Linked DNA regions of Sus scrofa: all the other regions are linked to region 2. Evidence: chromatin contacts called from public Hi-C and promoter capture Hi-C data. All regions are on one chromosome and are shown on one strand. Each heading gives the region's core, a stretch centred on a gene start, on an enhancer-like site or on the middle of the called end of the contact. The rest is flanking DNA. Distances are from core to core; before and after follow the strand shown. Region 1 overlaps LOC110256117 (multidrug and toxin extrusion protein 1-like). Region 2 holds the start of EPN2 (epsin-2). Region 3 holds the start of LLGL1 (lethal(2) giant larvae protein homolog 1).

The links. Promoter capture Hi-C pulls out the DNA fragments that hold promoters and counts their contacts. A called contact is a pair of places that touch in the nucleus more often than the background predicts.
Region 1: a contact with region 2 is called in a Hi-C map of retroperitoneal adipose tissue, with 5 times the contacts expected there. The contact joins the enhancer-like site here to the promoter of EPN2 in region 2. A contact is called at or near these places in 1 of 5 promoter capture datasets (liver), 23 of 47 Hi-C or Micro-C datasets (adipose tissue, alveolar macrophages, blood and 12 more) and 1 of 2 datasets of contacts at active chromatin or transcription factors (skeletal muscle).
Region 3: a promoter capture Hi-C map of liver shows a contact between it and region 2, with 4 times the contacts expected there. The contact joins the promoter of LLGL1 here to the promoter of EPN2 in region 2. A contact is called at or near these places in 1 of 5 promoter capture datasets (liver) and 2 of 47 Hi-C or Micro-C datasets (embryonic fibroblasts and subcutaneous adipose tissue).

What each region holds. Positions count from the first base shown.
Region 1 is chr12:60,075,576-60,079,660 of Sscrofa11.1, reverse strand. All of the region lies in intron 2 of LOC110256117 (multidrug and toxin extrusion protein 1-like), which reads left to right. Among named protein-coding and RNA genes, the nearest start is that of TRNAW-CCA, 3.6 kb to the right of the region's middle. Within about 2 kb of position 2,015, at least 3 of the 83 cell types and tissues checked have an H3K27ac peak or open chromatin away from gene starts, as enhancers often do. A contact at or near this core is called in retroperitoneal adipose tissue, where this site is marked.
Region 2 is chr12:60,247,313-60,251,158 of Sscrofa11.1, reverse strand. EPN2 (epsin-2) reads left to right here and starts at 1,620. Exons shown (of 8, transcript XM_021067960.1): 1 at 1,620-2,050. The coding sequence starts at 2,034.
Region 3 is chr12:60,498,002-60,502,042 of Sscrofa11.1, reverse strand. LLGL1 (lethal(2) giant larvae protein homolog 1) reads left to right here and starts at 1,620. Exons shown (of 24, transcript XM_021067985.1): 1 at 1,620-1,762. The coding sequence starts at 1,682. It overlaps LOC110256131 (a long non-coding RNA gene), which reads left to right. Exons shown (of 2, transcript XR_002337407.1): 2 at 117-739.

The sequences.
Region 1 (4,085 bases), core at 766-3,265, 170 kb after region 2:
AGAGTTACCTAAATATATAATAAAACTATTGGTTCTAATGACCAAAAAAAAATTTACGTTGATAGATTCAGTCAGATTGACCTGGAAAACGTCCTTCTACAGTTTGTGCTTAGTTTCATGTATCAGCTTGACTGGACCACGGGATGCCAGATATTTAGTCAGATACTATGTGGGATGTGTCTGTGCGGGTGTTTTGGGATGAGATGAAAATTTGAATTGGGGGAGCTCCCTGGTGGCCCAGTGTTAAGGACTCGGCACTCTGGCCCCGGTTCAGTCCCTGGTCTGGGAACTGAGATCCCACCTCAAGCTGCTGCAGGTTGTAGCCAAAGAAAAAAGAAAGGAATGGTTAACTGAGAAGGCGTTCCGCCTGTGGGTGGCCCCCATCTAATCTATAGGGGCCCGAGCAGGACACTTGCTCTCCCTGAGGGGCTTTCGGCTGGGCCCCTGGTCTCTCGCGTTCAGAAAGGGGCTCGGACCGAGTGACACCATAGCTCTCAGATGGGACCTGTGCCACTGGTCGTCCTGGGCTCCAGGCTGCCGGCTGCAGCCTTGCAGCGTCTCAGTCTCCAGAACCACCTAGAAATGGTCACGCTACGAGAAGTGAGTCAGACAGTGAGACGCCAACCGCAGCATGTGGAATCTAAAAAAAAGATGACAATGGACTTTGCAGAACAGATACTGACTCACAGACTTGGCAAAACTTCTGGTTTCCAAAGGAGACAGGTTGGGGGGTTGGGGATGGCCATGCGGTACAGCTGGGTTGCGATGACCTTTGTACACCTATAAATGGAGTCAAATTCACTGAGTGAGTAAAAAAGGACCAGCTGAGACGACCCGTCATTCAACTCATTCAAATGCAGGGATTCTGGAGCTGGCAGCCCCCGCCCGTGAGGTTGGAGCTTGTGGTAGGTGACAGCCTCCCGTCTCTCCTTTAAAGGGGTCTCTTCCCCTCCTCCACCTCCGGGCAGCAGATTTTAAAGACGGGGGACCTGAGAAATGGTGGCAGCCTGAGATTGATCAGTCCAGGCCCTCACTTTCCCAAACCCGTGAAAGACCCCTAAACGGAAACCTTTTGAAAATCACAGACTCAGCAGGAGGCATTTTGCTCTACCTCCGTTCAGAGATGCCAGGTCGAAGAGGAGAGGCACACAGATGGCGTTGGTGCTTCAGAGTCCATGGTCCAAAGCCAGGCCTGGGTGGACAGGGACCTGCAGCGGTGGTTCTGACCCACCCACCCTGGGCCATGGGCCCCCACGCTCCTGGGAACCTCTGCTCGCCGTGTGAGTTTTCACCCTTCGTCTTCAAGTTCCCAGATCCGTTCTCACTCACGTCCCCAGTCTGAGCCCACCACCCATGCCCCAGGAGAGCATCCGGTCCCCGGGCTGCCTATGGCATCAGCAGAAATGGCCAGCAGGAGAGCTCCATGGCCTCAGGACCCACTGCCCCTCTGGAAACATCCATCCAAGAAACTGCATTGAGACTATAGGAAATTCCCGTTGTGGCTCAGCAAGGTACAAACCCGACTGGTATCCACAAGGACGCAGGCTGCCTTGCTGGCCTCGCCCAGTGGGTTATGGATCCAGTGTTGCCACAAGCTGTGGTGTAGGTCATAGATGGAGCTCGGATCCAGTGTTGCCCTGGCTGTGGTGTAGGCTGGTAGCTGCAGCCCTGATTTGACCCCTCGCCTGGGAACTTCCATATGCTGCAGGTGCGGCCCTAAAAAACATAAAAATAAAAAAAAAAATGAGCATATGGGAACTACAGTAGGCTCATGGCCTGTAGAAGAAACCCAAGTGGAGCAGGAGGAACCGGGTCCCAGGAGTGGCGAGAAGTTTTGACAGGTGCAGGCAGCCTAACATTGCAGAAACGTCGGAACCTCAGAATTGGGCTTCGAACCCCGGGTCGCAGAGGTGCGGGGGTGCAGTTCTCCCTCCGGAGGGACCCCTGGGTTGGCTGGCCAGTGGTTGTCCTGAGGGAGATGGGAGCCCAAGGCCCCGGCCGGAACTTCTTGAAGCCTCCTGGGCGCCCGTAATTATTCCTGTTTTATTCTTAGGATCACGCCCCCTCAGAAAGAGAGCATCTCAGCAGACAGGACAACAGATCAAGTGTTCACAGTATCTCTGCGAAAACGCAGGCGTCCTTATGATGCCAAGATGCGAATGGAAGCCCAAAGCTGAAAAATCCCTCCGGAAATTAAAAAAAAAAAAAAAAAAAAAAAAAAAACCCACCAGCAAAGGCTCCCCAAAGGGAGTTATTTCGAGAATGAGGAAGAACGGAGAACAGTGCACAGAGACTGCTGTTGGGCTGCAGTCCGCGTCCTCACCGGCCCATCGCTGGCTCCCGCGGGCCGCGTCCTCGCCCAGCCGTGGGCGGAAGATCGAGCCTGGAGTCCGGACGGAGACACGAGGATTTGTTGGACGGACACTCTTTCAAGGGAAAGGCGAAGGCCCTGGAGGACCCCCGGCCCCCCGTAGGGCAGAGAGGACAGGGGGAGGAGGCCCTCCTGGTAGGGGGCGTGACATTACCAAGGGGGGCGTGGGTGACAGGGGGCTGCTGGAAGGAACGCCGCTGGCCTAAGAGCCAGTGCTTCCTGCTGATTAGAGAACGTGCTGGAGCCGTCCCGTCCGAGGGCTGGGACGGTCGGCTGGGGGCCGGGCTGCTCGCGAGGCGCTGGCTGCTTGAACTTTCAGATTCAGAGGAGAGGCAGTCATGCCCATAAGGTGAGGGTGAGGCAGGGGATGAAGGACCGTATAAGATGCCTCCCATGGTGCCAGGGACACAGTGGGGCTTTGTAAAAAGTCATCGGCAATGTTGCAAAGGTCTGAGTTTCCAGACCACTCAGATCGGGTCGATGAGATACCTGGGGGTCATGACCCCCCATGTCCTCAGCCATCGGATGACACAAGGTCACACTGGCTAGTCCGGGCCCGCAGTTGGGGTGATTTGGTTGGATCTCATCACAGCCGAATCAGAGGAGAGCAAAATACACATTAGAGAGGAGAGGAGTTCCCTGGTGGCTCCGAGGGTTGAGGACCCAATATTGTCTGAACCTGCTGCGGCGAGGGTTCGATCCCTGGCCTGGGAACGTCCACATGCTGCGGGTGCAGCAACTAAAGTTTCAAAAGCAGAGGAGAGAGAGAAGCAACGTCGAGTGAAGACAGGAGCTGTGCCATCTGGCCTACGTGAACAGTAATTAGCAGCAGGCTGCAGCTGGAGTCTCAGCCCACTGCGCCCTGGCGGGAACTCCCATCTTGATTTTTCACGGAGACATTCTTGATTTCTGGTCACTGCAGCCTGTTCTTTCCTGGTGAGGGCAGATGGGCAGGGTGAGCCGAGGCCTCACGCGGGCGGTCTTAGCTACCATACACTTGGGTTAAATCGCGTCTAAGCCGGAGTGGCATCCCCACTCCTCGGTATAGGAAGACTTTTTCTGTTGTCCCCAGATCTGCTGAGGCCAGAGGTGTCCTGATCTTCCTTCACAGGCTGTGACTGCCCTTTCTTGTCAATAAACCAGGAGGCCACAGCTCCGAGACCTGTCCTCAGCCTGGGGCTCTGTATTACCCAGCACGACTCTCAGTATTTCCAACTGCAGTTCGGGTTTGATCCCTGGCCCCGGAACTTCCATATGCCACAGGCGCAGCCAAAAGCTATTATTATTATGTTTTTGGTCTTTTTGTCTTTTAAGGGCCTCACCCATTGCATATAGAGGTTCCCAGGCTAGGGGTCCAATCAGAGCTGTAGCCACCAGCCTACACCACAGCCACACAGGATCCGAGCCACATCTGTGACCTACCCCACAGCTCACGGCAACGCTGGATCCTTAACCCACTGAGTGAGGCCAGGGATCAAACCCCCATCCTCGTGGGTGCTAGTCAGGTTCGCTCACCGCTGAGCCATGACGGGAACTCCCAAGAAATTAATTTTTTAAAAAATTGATGCAAAAAAAAAATCCACGATGAACAAGGTATCAAAATTTTGAGTAAGAGGACCTGACCTGCACAGCTGCATGGCTGCCTCACCCCTGCAGCCTTGTGCGCAGCGGGCGCCCCCACCCTGTCTGCACCGACCACTTTAATCCCTTGGTC
Region 2 (3,846 bases), core at 371-2,870:
AATGAAACTGAGATAAAAATGAGAAAAGGTTATGAAATGCTGTTGGAGACTGTTTATCACCAAAAAAAAGTGCATGGCCTGCTCTTTGTTCAAAAGGAAGACTAGGAGTTTCGGTTGTGGCTCAGCCAGTTAAGGACCCGGCGTTGCCCTCGGTGAGGACGCCAGTTTGATCCCTGCCCACCCCCAGTGGGTTAAGGATCTGCGTCGTTTGCAAATGTGACTCGGGTCCGTCACAGCCACAGCTACAGCTCCCATTCTGCCCCTAGCCTGGGAACCTCCACATGCCGCAGGTGCAGCCCGAAAAAGGAAAAAAGGTATGTTAAAAGCGAGATTAACCAAGTATCAGAAAAGCATTTTTCAAACACATCTTAATATTCCGACACAGGAGAGACACAAAGATGAGGCAAACATTTTTCAGAAGAATACCCTTCTTTTTCGGATGTTTTCTATTTTATTCAATCTACTTTATTTTTTTAAATGCTCAAAGGTGGGTAGATGCACACATGTAAAAAAATGTTGGTGGGAATGGAAGCTGGATTGTGGTACATAGGGACTCACCCTTTTTTTGTGCCTATTCAGAAGCTGCAAATTAAAAAGAATATTTAGAGGCAGCTGGGAGGCCACGTGGCCAGGGTCGGGGTGGGGGTGGTGGGAGGCTATTAGGAAGAGAGCCATGAACGTTCTAGAACATGTGTCTGTTGGGGGTTGATGCAGAGGCCGTGTGCTGGGCTTGGAGAGGTACCACCAAGCTGCTTTTTCCCAAGAGGCCGCACCAGGCAAGCAAGCTGTTATCACAAGTCGTTAAAACCACCCTCTGCCATTCTGACTCTCCCCAGGTTCCCTCATTTTGTAATTGTAAGGCTGCATTCTTTTGCTTAAAGAGGCCCTCCTGGGAGTTCCCATCATGGCTCAGCAGTTAATGAGTCCAACTAGGAACCATGAGGCTGCGGTGTTCCATCCATGGCCTTGCTCAGTGGGTTAAGGATCCGGCGTTGCCATGAGCTGTGGTGTGGGTCGCAGACGCGGCTCAGATCCTGAGTTGCTGTGGCTGTGGCGTAGGCTGGCAGCTACAGCTCTGATTCGACCCTTAGCCTGGGAACCTCCATATGCCGCGGGATGGGCCCAAGAAATGGCAAAAAGACAAAAAAATAAATAAAGGATGCAAGTTCAATTCCTGTCCTCACTCAGGGGGTAAAGGATCTGGCGTTGCTGTGGTATAGGCCGGCAGCTGTAACTCTGACTTGGCCCCTAGTTTGGGAACTGCCACATGCTGCAGGTGCAGCCCTAAAAAAAAAAAAGCCAAAAAAAAAAAAAAAAAAAAAAAAAGAGGGCTTCCTACTTTAGGAAGGTTCAGACCCAACAGAAGGTCAGAGGTCAGAGGCCCTACGAACTGGGAGCAAGCTGGGAGCCCAGACAGGGTCCTGGGAGGCCCAAGGGATGAGCTCTGAGGTGGGGGGGGGTCCCAGATTGGAGACACAGGTGGAGGAAGGAGGCAGGTGAGGCGGCACCGCTCTAGTCCAGGTGGAGGCTGTTGGGGGCCAGGAGGAGCGCAGGCGTGGCTCAGAGTCCCGTGGGCCACAGACCCTGCCCAAGCCCCTGTGCTGTGCGGTGGGTCCGGGAGGGACTCCGGGCGAGTTTGCGGATGTGGGGTGTTGGGTGCAGGAGCCTGGGGTGGAGGCGAAACTTAGGAACCGTCGGGGCCCAACTGGCCGTGAGTCTAGAGACTCTAGACGGAGGTCACCGCGGGACTTCGTGCAGCGGAGGTGAGGCCTGGGGCGCCTCGACGGTAACGGGCCGGCGAGAGGAGGAGGAACCAGCCGAGCAGCCGTGGGGAACCGGGAGGAGAGACGCCGCGGGCGGTGAGCCTGCTAGGCTCCGACGTCTTCGCCTCCAGCCCCCGACCCAGAGCGTGGCCTCGGCCGCCGTGGGGCCCCCACCCCCTCTTTGCTCTGTTTGGGTCCTGAGGCCGTGACTTTGCCCATCCTGGGCTGTGCCGACTTCTCAGGGCCGGGTTCAGCGCGAAGCACCAGCGGATGCTCCGGAGATGGAGGTGACTGGGGGACGGGCTTTGCAGGCGGGGAAACAGGCTCGGGAGGGCAGAGATGTGCTGACGTGACTTGGAGGCAGGGCAGGGGCTTGGGCAGGGTCTGTGGCCTCAGGCCCAGGCCTCTGACGCTCTTGCCTCGTTCCGGTCTTGTCTCGTTTGGGGGCCTGGGCCCCGGGCGGGGCGGCCACCCCGGCGGGCAGAGGGCGCTGTGATGCGGGAGCCGCCGGCAGGGGGCGCTGCCGGTGCGCGTTGGCGCCCCGGGCGGGCGGGCGGACCCCGCGGAAAAGGGGCTGAGGGTCGGCGCCGGGCGGGCCGGGGAGACCCGGGCCGGGGCGGGCTCCCCCGGAGCAGGAAGACCTTTGCCAGCCTGCGGAGGGAGGCAGGCTCAGGGCAGGTGTCCCAGGAGGTGACTTTTGAAACTGTGTCCCGAACACTGAGGGGGAGGTGGCGCTGGCGAAGGGCGGGGGGCGCAGGTGGAGGGACGTCGAGGGCCCGGGCGGCTCCCCAGGCTGGGGAAGCAGGGCACGCCTCGGCCGACGGCGGCCGGGGATCTGCTGGGACCACACGAGTGGCCCCCGGAGCTGATGCGCTCCGGAGCCGCGAGGAGGGGAGGCCCCGTGCCCTGTCCTTAAAAGCCCTTAGCTTTTCCGCTGCTGATTTGCCTGGGACAGGGGCGCTCCCGCACCGGCCCCACCCCACCCCCGCCCCGCCCCTGTGCCCCCACCTGCTCTGAGCCATCTGAGCAGAGGGCCTGCACCGTGGGAGCCATCGCCTGCAAGGGAGTGCCCAGGGCCTACTCAGCGCCCTCTCCCCTGCTCTCCCTGGAGGGGTGATGATGGCAGAGCCGCTCTCTTGCCACCGCCTGGGGTCCCTGCAGGTCAGAGGTCGAGGCGCTGCCTGCCGGCCTGGGAGGTCTGTGGTCACTGGGGGAGAAGCTGAGGGGACCGCCTCCTGAGCCTGGGGAGAAGAGGGGGTGGGCTGGCAGGGGCTGCCTCTCCCCAGGCCTCAGGCTCACCCCCTGGAGAGCAGATTTCTCAGGATGGTGGGAGGCTCCTTCCGTCCTGGGTCCAAGGCCAGCTGAAGGACTGGCTCTTTGGGTGCCCCGCCCGCTTTCTGCAGGGACAGCTTCCAGGGACCATGTCGGCAATGAGGACAATGAGAATAGTAATGATTTTTGTTTGTTTTGATGGTTCTATATTCGGGGATCTTTCCTAAGTGCTGAAGGTGTTTATTAGAGAAGTTAATCCCACAACAGTACCGCGAGGGAAAAGCAATGGTTGATCCCTTGTTTCCAGGTGAAAAGCCTGAGACTCAGAGAGGGAGGTGGCTTGTCCGGAGCCACACCGCAGGGATGGAACAGTCTGGCTCCAGATCCTCTGGGTCTCTAAGGCCCCTCGAGTGCCTCAGCCACATGCCGCAGATAAAGAGATCTTGAACTTGGTCCTGCTCTGAGCAGAGACACACGCGGCCCCAGACATCCCCCTCCAGGCAGAGTGACCCGGAGGGCCCACGGAGGGGGCGCCCTCCAGCCAGGGGAGTGCTCAGCTGGGTGTGGGCGTCAGCCCTGGATCAGGGGATGGTGCCCGGCTGCCGGGCCCGGGCCCTGGCAGGGCAGCTGTGGGCTAAAGTCCTGACTGTGTGTGCCACTCTCTGCTGTGTGACTCCAGCCAAGTCACCTCACTGATCTGTGCCTCTGTTTCCCCTACGGGGAGGATGGATGGCGCCTCCTTTAGAAGCTCGCCGCAAGGATTAGATAAAACGGCACACAGAAAGCACTGGACGGGCTGCTTCGCCCAGCG
Region 3 (4,041 bases), core at 371-2,870, 250 kb before region 2:
CAAACCGCAATTAGCCAGAACTCACAAGAGTTGACTCGAATGTGGCACTTCCTGGCTGCCTGGTCTGAGGGCTTTGTAAGTACTAATTTACTGACTAATTTATTTCACCTTCACAGCGACCCTTGGAGGCAGGTACCGGTGTCATCCACATGTTTACAGATGAAGACACTGAGGCACAGAGAGCTCAAGGACCTTGCTCCAGGCTGCACAGCCGCTAAAGTCGATGCGAAGCAACAACTTCCTAACACTTCCCTGTGTGAGGCCTTCATTGGGCAAATGAGGCCCTGGGCTCAGGCCCTGCCACTCAGCCATGGGGGGGCAGGGCAGGGCAGGGACCAGAACCCAGGGCTCAGAGTGGGGCCTCCGGTGCTGGGTGTGCAGTGGGCCATGGCCCGAGGGGCCTGACCCCTCTCAGGGCAGCCAGCTCTGCCCCCTGCCTGTACCCACCTGTCTTAGCTTCCGCCTTCATCAGCTGAAACCAGGAAAGGGTTTTGAATGGCGCCTGCCACTCGCAGACACTCTTGTGCCCTGTTAACATCTTTGCTCCTCTCGCCCCCTGCTTCCCACTTGCCCTCTTCCAGATCCAGCTCCAACCCCAGGGAAGGGCTGAGCAGGGCTGGCGTGGGTGGAGGGGTGCAGCCAAGCCCGTGGCTTGGCAGCTGCCTGGGGTCACAAGCCAGGCACTCCGCCCTTCACACAGCTAGGGGGGTCTGGGCCTGGTCTACAGGCCCCACCTAAGCTTCTGGGACCCTGAGCCTCGGGCAGCCTATTCTCAGCCTTGAAAAGAAAGGTTCAGTCTCCAGGCCACTGTCCAGATGAGACAAGGAGGCCTGGACGTTGGATGGGAACAGCCCGATCGTCATTCTGAGTGGAGGCAGTGCAGCTTTCTCTACACAGCCGAGGAGGCCCTCCCTGCTCGTCGGAGAAGCCGAGATGCCATCTCAGGAGCGTCCCGAGTGCCAGCTCCTGAGGAAGGGGCTCTTTTCTCCACCGCATCTCTGTCTCTTGAGCTGATGGCGCTCCTGAGAATCCTCCGTGCGGCCACTAGAGCTTTTTACTTTGGGTCCTGAAGGATGTGTAGGAGTGCCCCAGAGGCTGGGGGCAGAGGAGGGCATTTCCGACCAACCACCCAGCCGACCGGGAGCATGGCGTGGACGGTGCTCTGGCACACTGGGGGATGGGCCAAGGGGTGTCCTGCGAAAGTGGCCAAACGTAACACGACTATGCAATCACTGTGTTCGCCCCGGTCAGAACTCTCCTGGCTTTTGGGACGGAGATGCCTCATGACCTGAGTGTGCGCGTTGTTTGCTCGTCGCAGGAAGAGACTGGCCTCCAGTGAGCCAGGGAGGGGGGCGGGGGGGAAACACGCCTTGCCTTTCCAAGGCTTTTCCCCAGCCGCCCACGCTGGAGCCCCGCTCACGGACTACGAGTCCCGGCAGGCCCCGCTCCCGCGGCGCATGCGCGATGGGCATGCTCGCGGGCGCCCACTGGGCGACCGGCAGGGGCGGGCCGGGCGGGCCGCGCGCCGCCCATTGGCCGGACAGCGCGTCCGTCGGGCGGGCCCGCCCCCGAGCAGGCCCCGCCCCGCCGCGCCCGCGCCTGGCGCCCGCCCGCCCGCGCCTCAGGACCGGCGGGGCCGCGCGGCGCATCCTGCGGGCGGCGGCGGGCGGCCGGGCGCAAGATGATGAAGTTTCGGTTCCGCAGGCAGGGCGCCGACCCGCAGCGCGAGAAGCTCAAGCAGGAGCTCTTCGCCTTCCACAAGGTGCGACGGCGGGCCGGGGGTGGGGGCCGGGCCGGAGCCACGTCGGGCCGGGGGAGGGGGCGCACGCCGGCCGGGCCGCCCGGCTCCGCTGGAACCGCGCGCCAGCCTCCCTCCATCCCTGCCCTCCGCTCCCCTGATTCTGTCTCCGCGTCTCGAACTCCGCCGGCCTCTTCCTGCGGGCCTCTCCGCCTCCGTGTGTCTCTTGGCGGCTCTCAACTCTGGCTCCGGCTCCACTTACTGTCTATCTCTTTCTCTGGGGGCCCCTCGGCGCCCCTGCTTAGTTAGCCCTCGGGCCAGTTTGTTTTGCTTTCGCCCCCAGGCCGGTGGGGAGGGGCGCGGAGTGGAGGCAGATGCTGGGGGGTGGGGCTGGGAAATCCCTTCCCGGTTCCTCTCCTCCCTTCCCCCACCGCCCTGGGCTCTGCCCCCAGCCCTGCCCCGCCGGGGGCTCCCGGGGGGGATGCCTGGCCGTGTAGCCAAGTGCAGTTCAACTCGTGGGGCCTCAGTTTCCCTTGCTCGGAGATAGAGCCCCTGTCTTCCCTGCTGTGGGCTCCGTGTCACACGGGCCATCCGGCCCACTGCTTCTCCTGGAGCCCAGGCGGAGGGGGGGGGAGGGCCGGGCCGCTCCTTCCTTTCTTTCCTGGGTAGGGCAAGAGGGGCCGCCGAAAGGGGCTGCCTTCGGCCCCGCCTCCCCTGCGCTAGTGTGTGCTGGAGAGAGGCCTGCCCCTCGCCAACTCCCCCAGGGCTGTGACTTGTGGCCTGGGTATTACACCCAAGCCCTCTGGTCGCCCAGCCCCTACCCAGGCTCTTGGGGCTGGTAACACACAGGTGAGACAACTGAGGCTGAGAGAGGGCCGGCCACCTGCCCAAAGTCAGAGTAAGCGGAGGCACTCAGTCTTTGCCTGGCCTCGTCAGTGGGATTTGACGTAGCCTGGAGGGACAGGGACTTTGGGAGGGCCTCCTGTGGTCCTGAGCCAGCTTCGAGGAGACTCTTGTCCAGGTGACGCTCTGGGATGGCTGGTCCTGGAGCGGCCGGGGCAGAACGTCTCTGGGCCAGGCAGGGTTTCCCAGGTGGTGGAAGCGGGGGCCAGGACCCTCAGACTTCAAGGTCCAGGGGTCCAGAGCGGGGGCTGGTGCCCAGGGGCTCCTGGATGGCCCCCTTCCCTTGCTGAGTGGCCGTGCGGGTGTGTGGACAGGGATGGCGTTTGGGCAGGTGTTGTGCTAAGGTGTCACTTCCTCGGCACGTGAGGTGGGGTGTGAAGTGGGGACCTGAGGCAGCTGCGGGGAGGGGGAAGGCTTGCTCCCCCTGGCTGGGCCCCTGGTTGGCAGAAGCTGCGGTCTCCCTGCTAAGGAGGGTGAGGCCCCATTTTGACTGGGCAGCAGTGGTGGGAGGGGCATGATCTTGGGCAGGGGGCTTGGTCACTAGAGGGTGTGGCGGCTGATGCCTAGAAGATGGGCTCCAGGAGTTCCTGCTTTGGCGCAATCAGAGGGGCAGCGTCCCTGCAGCACCAGCATGCAGGTTCAGGCCCCGGCTCAGCACCGTGGCTTAAGGGTCTGGCGTTGCCACAGCTGTGGCAAAGGTTGCAGCTGCCGCTTGGCTCTGATCACTGGCTCAGGAGCTCCGTGGACCCCAGGGAGGCTAAAGAAGGAAACAAAAAAGAAAGAACATAGGCCCCAGATTCCCGAGGGGTCGGGGAAGCGGGGAACGGGGGGCAGGAGTGAGCCCGGACTTGGGACCCAGACTTGGGTGCACATCCCGGCCCTGCCCCCCGTTGCATGTGGCACGTCCACATGTTTGTCATTTTAACAAATTCTCACTCCGGCGAAGACGGTGGGAAGCCGGCAGGAGAGAGGGAACTAGGCAGCGTGCTTCGGGGGTGGCTCCAAGGGTGAGCTCAGGCAGGTGAGGGCGTGGTTGGGGGGCGACAGGGACGCTGGGTGGAAGGCATCCAGGCAGAGGCCCGCGGATGCGGGGGCTGGGAGTGCATGGCCACCAAGTGACCCGTGGGGCAGGGAGGGGCCCGAGGGCCAGGACTTGGCTTTGACTGGAAGTGAGCTGGGAGCCCCGGGGGGGTCCTGAGCGGAGGAGCGGCAGCCAGACACGGCCGGCCGGGTCCACTGTGGGCATGGCAGTGCCACACATCCCCGCCTTGGCAAGTGGGCCACTGTCCTCAGGTGGGCTTGCGGCCCCTAGTGCCCAGATGGAAGCTGAGGCTTGGACCGGGCAGTGACCCACCCAGGGGGCTTGCGCAGGCGGTGAAGGACTGCGAGCAGTTGTGTTC